2 separate regions of the Zea mays genome follow, and region 1 is linked to region 2. The links are chromatin contacts, called in public Hi-C maps. All regions are on one chromosome and are shown on one strand. The core of a region is the stretch at or near the end of the contact, and the rest is flanking DNA. Distances in the headings are between cores, read along the strand shown.

What was found. Hi-C and Micro-C count contacts between places; a contact is called where the count stands out from the background.
Region 1: a Hi-C map of leaf shows a contact between it and region 2, with 5 times the contacts expected there. The contact joins the enhancer-like site here to the promoter of LOC541939 in region 2. A contact is called at or near these places in 5 of 25 Hi-C or Micro-C datasets (ear, endosperm, leaf and 1 more) and 1 of 3 datasets of contacts at active chromatin or transcription factors (leaf).

What each region holds. Positions count from the first base shown.
Region 1 is chr3:213,562,464-213,565,906 of Zm-B73-REFERENCE-NAM-5.0, forward strand. No RefSeq gene overlaps it. Among protein-coding and RNA genes, the nearest start is that of LOC541939, 64 kb to the left of the region's middle. Within about 2 kb of position 1,593, at least 19 of the 20 cell types and tissues checked have an H3K27ac peak or open chromatin away from gene starts, as enhancers often do. A contact at or near this core is called in ear, endosperm, leaf and 1 more, where this site is marked.
Region 2 is chr3:213,498,430-213,501,838 of Zm-B73-REFERENCE-NAM-5.0, forward strand. LOC541939 (origin recognition complex subunit 4) reads right to left here and starts at 1,335. Exons shown (of 16, transcript NM_001158375.2): 1 at 1,036-1,335; 2 at 710-876; 3 at 538-628; 4 at 329-385. The coding sequence starts at 822.

The DNA.
Region 1 (3,443 bases), core at 343-2,842, 64 kb after region 2:
TGCTTCGTCGATAGATGGGGCTGCCTTCGAACTAGCTCGCTTGGGTGCCATCGCGGGTTGTTTGTTCGTAGCACGAACGGTGGGCGCCAAACGTTGGTACTTGCTTTTCTGGGCAAGTAGATCCAACGGGAAAGTGGAGAGTGAGTTTGCAAAGTTTAACGGGGAATGGCAATAGCTCTGTTAATCTGGCATCTCAAGGGCACTGTACGGGGGTATTTATAGGCACCCGAGTGTCCACTGTCCTCTGGCAAGGACATTTATGCCCTCGGGTACCCAGACTATCCTCATAATATTCCCACAAGATGAGGTTACAGACCGTTATTACAGAAAAGGCTATTATGGATGAGGCTCGTAACATGCTTATCCGCGCGGGGCCCGTTACAGTGGACCGAATCCCACATGGGCCTCCGGACACGATGAAGACGTGGGACTAGCAGACTTCGTCAGAGCCTTCCCTTCGTCTTGCAATGGAGAGGACGAAGGGCGACCACGCCGGTCCTCATCTGACCGGCGCCCTTGGCTCGCTCGGGCACGGTCTTCGTTGGTGTAGCGAGGCGACGAATGCATCGAGCGAAGGGTAGCGTCTTCGTATTCGCCCCAACAAGACCTCCGTGTGCGTGGATCTTCCTGTTATGTTAGGCTTGAATGATTTCTCATGGCCCATATATAACAGCCCACTAGTAGACGAGATACGAAGAAGAGAAAGAGACACGCACATGAGACAAAAGTTCACGACAAACATGTGTAGCCAAGAAAATTGTTGCTTTATAGGGTAGAAAACCGTTCCATACCTAAGTTACGTCGGGGTACGTCGTCCGGGATCATGCTTGTCTCTACGAATCTATCGTCCCCAAGAGGTATGTTTATTTCTATGAATCGGACATTTGAAATTGTGGATCCACATTGCTCGTACTCGTACATACGTACGTACCGCGAACTTCTATGACTGTAGTAGTACCACTTCTCCATGTGGTGATAGTAAATGTATAATGCATAGCTGAAAACATTCATAGAATTGAGCTGAAAACCAATAGACCACTTCTCTTCGCCTTTATGTTTGAGATCTAAAATAATAAAAAAGTGATATAAAATAAGTAAATCAAACTTAGTAATGCTCACTGCCTAACTGCCTTAGCTCCAGTTTTTCACAGTGATTACAAATTGCAATTAATAATACACTCGAATGGAAAAAAGCAATTAACCGATACTCCTAGCTTATATATTGGATTCACAGTTGCTGCCTTGCTGAAGACTCCAAATGCAGAAAGCAGCCGCTCAGAAGATGTGGAGCAAGCCGGCCCACGGCCCCGCCCACGTGACGAGAGCAGGCGCAGCGCCCCGCCGGAGAAGCAGCCGGAGGAGAGCGATGCCGATGCGCGGCAGCCGGCAGGTGAGAAAGATTGAGCTATTGGGCCGGGCCATCGTGGTAAAGGAGGGAGAGAGCGTAGAGGTAGGCCTCCTTGGACGAGCGCGCAATCATTTTCGTGTAGTTTTCTTTTGTTTGTGTGGCGCGCGCGCGGAAGGTACTGGACGAGGGCCGCAGCTGACGGTGGACGATAGAGGCCCAGCTACTGGGTAGTCCAGTACCGACTGCTACGGCCCATGGTGCTGCACTATAGACCTGAGTCCTGACTGTGCAGTCCGTGCGAGCGGCTTGTGCACTATAGACGAGTGACACAAGAGTCTGAAGACTGGAGTAGAGCGGCCGGAACGCAACACGACAGACGATGTTGTCGTGCAGGCTGCATGAGATGACAGCGATGAGGGCTTCGAGGCAACGAGGCGCCGGTCGGTAGCAGAGCAGAGCAGGGCATGTCACAACTCACAGCAGAGCGGACGGAAAGATTGATCATATGCACTTGGATTTTGAGCGGTTATAAAACTATATTATATACAATCTCCAGTACAAGGGTTCCTTTGAACCACATGAATTTTACGCACAGGATTTGTTCCAAGGAATTTTATATAAAATAACAACTGAATATTACAGAAAAAACAGAGAAATAGAAAAGAATCTCATTTTCCAAACAATCCGCTTGTAAAGGACTCAGAAATTTTAAATTTGACGGTTACCTATATAGAAAATATTATTAAGATTATATCTTTAAAAATATTACAAACGTATATTTTCACGGATATAGATATTTACTACACATTTATAGATATAAATATTTTTTATAACTGTTTAGTTAGATCTAAAATTTTTAGTTGAGAGGTGCTGTTATTTTGGGGAAACGCGTAGGAGTATGATGCATAGGGAGGCTCCAACACTTTCTTCCTTCTTTTTTCGCGGCATTCTGATTTGATGCTGGTGCCATGCGCATATACTGACATGTGGTAGTAGGCTACAGCTAGGGATGAAAACGGTCGAAACGGTATTTATTCGGTAATCAGTTTTTTAGTCGTTTTTCTTTGATTGAGAATAAATAAGATATAGAATCTACAATACAAATTTGTATTCTTGTTTTTAACATCCAGCTTGTAAAGATTCATAAAAGGTAAACCTCAAATTCATCCTATATTTTCTCAAATAATAGATATAAACTTCGGTATGGATTCGGAAACAAATTCGGTAATTTTTTTCAACGTTTCGTGTTGTAGGGAGCAAATAATACATAAAACAATTTGTGTAATATTTTATTCATATTTATACTAATGTGCTTGATAACATAAGAAAAGATCAACATTAAATTTTATGCATATCTATTTTAAAATATTAAATTTGTTCTAACAGTTTCGATTACCGCTTTCATCCCTAGCTACAGCTACTGGGTCCATCGTGACAGAATCAAATGAGCGTTGTCGATCGGTGATTAGTTCAACCATTCTAGTACTACCGTGGCGTCCGTTCCAACGAAAAAAAAGGCGACGCGAGGCGCAACCAGCCGCCGGGTCGTGGTGGAACGGATGCGCTGCGACTGCGAGCACATGGCAATGGCCTGCACGCCGACCGAGAGGCGAGAACCGCAAGGTTCTCTCTCCCTGTCTGTCTCCCAGTCCCAGAGGGCGCGTGCGGGGGGCTCTCACTGGCGGAGGGCCCGCCGACGCCGCACGCGCCGCTCGTGTGTCGCGCGCCGTGGCCTGCCCCGCCGTGTGCATGCGGGTTTTCTTATTGGCCCTCAAGCGTTGAGTGCTCAATGATTGACTTGGTTACCGGGATGAGTGGATTAGCAGTCCCACCGGCTTCCATGTTAGGGGACATATGGATCCTTTAGTCTAAACTTTTAGTTAGATCATATTAGATACTTAAGTCAACTAAATAATTAAATGTAATTCGATTATAAAATCAATTACAGAATTCATAGTTAAATCGAAAGACAAATAAATCTCAATTAATCTATAGTTTTTCCACACTGCTACATCAAACATGCGCTGATTATGGTTTTATTAGGCTTGATAGATTTATCTCGTGAATTAGTCATGACTTATGCAATTAGTTTTTA
Region 2 (3,409 bases), core at 85-2,584:
CTCTTCTTTCCCTAAAGATCCTTGATCAAAGAGGTCTTTCTAATAGCATGAAAAGTCGAAATGTTGTCACTGGGATGGGGGAAGCTAGTCAGTACTTATGCACAGAAAGGTGTTCTAGCCCAGTGCATATGGAGATATTTGGAAAAATGCACGTGCCAACATGTGGCTTCGCTAAAATGCGGCATCAATCAGTGACACTGGATACTGCTTTCACAGCAGAAGTTTGTCTGTGAAGTTTAAGCGAGTCATCACTTATCATTTGCATAATTAATTGGCACATATTTCTAGTGATACTTGAACTGAACAAAATGTTGCATCGCACCCATACCACGGAAATCGCATCTGGGTGCTCCTCCTTCAGATCATCAAGAACCATGTCGACCACCTGCAAAAACATAAACTCTCAAACAAAAAGTAAACTACAGTTCCACACTGCACTACAGAGTGCGAATCTGCAATTGCAGACTTGCGCATTTCATCAAACAGCATGCGCTGCAGCAATCAGAAAAGGATATGCAACCAGTTAAGGGACCCCACCGCTGCTTTTCCACACCCGCGGGGACCCAAGAGGAGGACAGAATTGTTGCAGGCCTCGGAGACCGAGCTGGCGACGAGGTACTTCAGCTTGCTGCCCAGCTCAAAAGGAGGCCGATTAGCAAAATTGCTTCCGGCGAGCTACGCGGCCGGTACAGGTATCGATTCGGCTCACCTGTAATTAGTGTCCAGGGAGCTACTGAGGGCGGAGTGGATGAAGACCGGGTCGCAGAGCCGGCTCCGAAGCACGGCCTGTGCTTGGCTCGGCAGGGACACCGCTGCCACCATAGTGGCGGAGGATTCGCGTCTAGGCGGAGCTGGGGTATCTGAATGGTTAATAATCTGAACAATGGAGAAACATTGTGCATCAGCATACATCTCGAGCAATAGGACTAGACAAGTAGACAACATCAACTTACATCAACACAGGAACTGACAGATTTAAACTCAACAAGATCTAAACCATACGGGAGGAGAAGTACTGGACTTCAGTTCACTAACCTGACCGGCGAACTGGAGGGACGGTGGCCTGCAGCCTGCAGCGGACTGGTTCGCGGGTGGTCTGGGGCGGTGGGACCTGCGGCCTGGCGCCTGGGCAGAGAGCCAGCGACCGGGAGGCCAGGGCGCCGGGCAGGCAGCCTGGGCAGACGGCCGGACGGAGGGATGGCAGTATGGCACTGGCAGCCTGTGCGGGCACCGGCGGGCAGGCGACAAGGGACGGGGCCAGGGGGCACGCCCTCACGGACGTCGTGCAGCCGAGAGGGGCAGCGGCCGGCGGCTGAGTTTTTCTTTTTTCTTTTTGGAACGACGCTGCTCGAAGACTGCCTTCGTCTTTTGGTACCCGTGTGAGATGTAGAGCTTGTTTCGAACCACATAGTTTTTAAAAAATTAATTTATAAAAATTGAGATGGTTTTAAACATATCAGTTTATACATCAGTTTATAGAAATTGGATTCACAGTTTCTTAAAAACCAAAAAGTTATCCTTCCTAACTAAAAAATAAAAAATGTTTTCTTTAAAACTAAGTTACTTCCAAACAGTACCATAACCTAGTGGTATCTACTCGCTATCCCGTTATCGAAAATGGATCCCAGTCTTCTTCTCGAAAGTGTTGGTAGGGTTCCTCTTGAGTTCTTCATTCCTCATCCGTGCTCCTCTTCTCATCTCATCCATCGCCGCCTGTGTGTTGATAAAATTCTAGAGAATCTTGAAATGACTTCATTTGAATGCCAGACATCTTGAATGAAGCATGTGATGAAGATGAAAGGAAATGTGCTCTTGCGTCATTTCTAGTTGTTTTGGTGATTAAATGTCCAACACACCACTTTAAACTAACACTCTTGATATGAGCATGCGCACATGTTTAGAGAAAGCAAATTAAAGATAAGGAGTCCAAATTAATTGAATTGAAAGGCCAAAAGTGCAACTTTGAGTAAAGCTACAAAAACATGAGGTTTAAGTACTTAAATAAGTTGCACATGCATTATACTATGTTTCTTGCACCTTTGATTTGCTTCTAGCTCCTTTGCGAAGAAAAGTGGCTTTTGGACTTAGTAGTGAGCATAATGCAAATCCTGGTGAAGAGAAGTGAGAAAGGTATTGTCGGCGTTTCGAGACAGGGGGGTCCCTAAGCCGACGAGTGAGTGTGCTGCGTGCCCCAGCCCAGATGGGTCGAGCGCGTGGGCGAGCGCGAAGGGGGGAGAGGCGAGGTGGCCGGAGTCGAGCGTGAGAGAGGTGGAAGTCCCGCGGCCTTCGTGTTCGTCCCGCGCCCAGGTCGGGTGCGCTTGCAGTAGGGGGGTTACAAGCGTCCACGCGGGTGAGGGAAGCGAGCGGCCCCAAGAGAGCGCCTGTCCCGTCCTCGGTCCCGCGCGGCCAACCTTTTCTGAGAAGGCCCTGGTCCTCCCTTTTATAGTCGTAAGGAGAGGATCCAGGTGTACAATGGGGGGTGTAGCAGAGTGCTACGTGTCTAGCGGAGGGAGAGCTAGCGCCCTAGGTACATGCCAATGTGGCAGCCGGAGAGATCTGGGCACCCTGCTGGCGTGATGTCGTGGCTGTCGGAGGTGCAGCGGAGCTTGGCGGAGGGACAGCTGTTGGAGCGGTCGAGTCCCTGCTGACGTCGTCCTGCTTCCGTAAGAGAGCTGGGGGCCGCCGTCGTCATAGAGCTCGTGGAGCGCCATCATTGCCCCTCCGGCGGAGCTGGCCGGATGAGACGCCGGTCTTGTTCTCCGTGACCCGAGTCGATTCGGGGTAGGATGATGATGGCGCCTCCTGTTGACGTGGCGGTCTGTGCCCTAAGCAGGGCGACGTGGGGGTTCCTCCGAAGCCGAGGTTGAGTCTGCCTCCCGTTGTCGTGGCCGAGCCCGAGCCAAGGGGTCGGGCGAGGCGGAAGTCGTTCGGCCGAGGCCATGGCGGAGTCCGAGCCCTGGGGTCGGGCGAAGCGGAGTTTCGTCGTCTTCCGGGTCTTAGCCCGAGTCCGAGCCCTGGGGTCGGGCGGAGCGGAGTTCGCCGTCTTCCGGGTCTTAGCCCGAGTCCGAGCCCTGGGGTCGGGCGGAGCGGAGTTCGCCGTCTTCCGGGTCTTAGCCCGAGTCCGAGCCCTGGGGTCGGGCGGAGCGGAGTTCGCCGTCTTCCGGGTCTTAGCCCGAGTCCGAGCCCTGGGGTCGGGCGGAGCGGAGTTCGCCGTCTTCCGGGTCTTAGCCCGAGTCCGAGCCCTGGGGTCGGGCGGAGCGGAGTTCGCCGTCTTCCGGGTCTTAGCCCGAGTCCGAGCCCTGGGGTCGGGCGGAGCGGAGTTCGCCGTGGTGCCTTTGGCAAGGCCTGACTGCCTGTCAGACTCACTCTGTCGAGTGGCACTGCAGTCGGAGTGGCGCAGGCGGCGCTG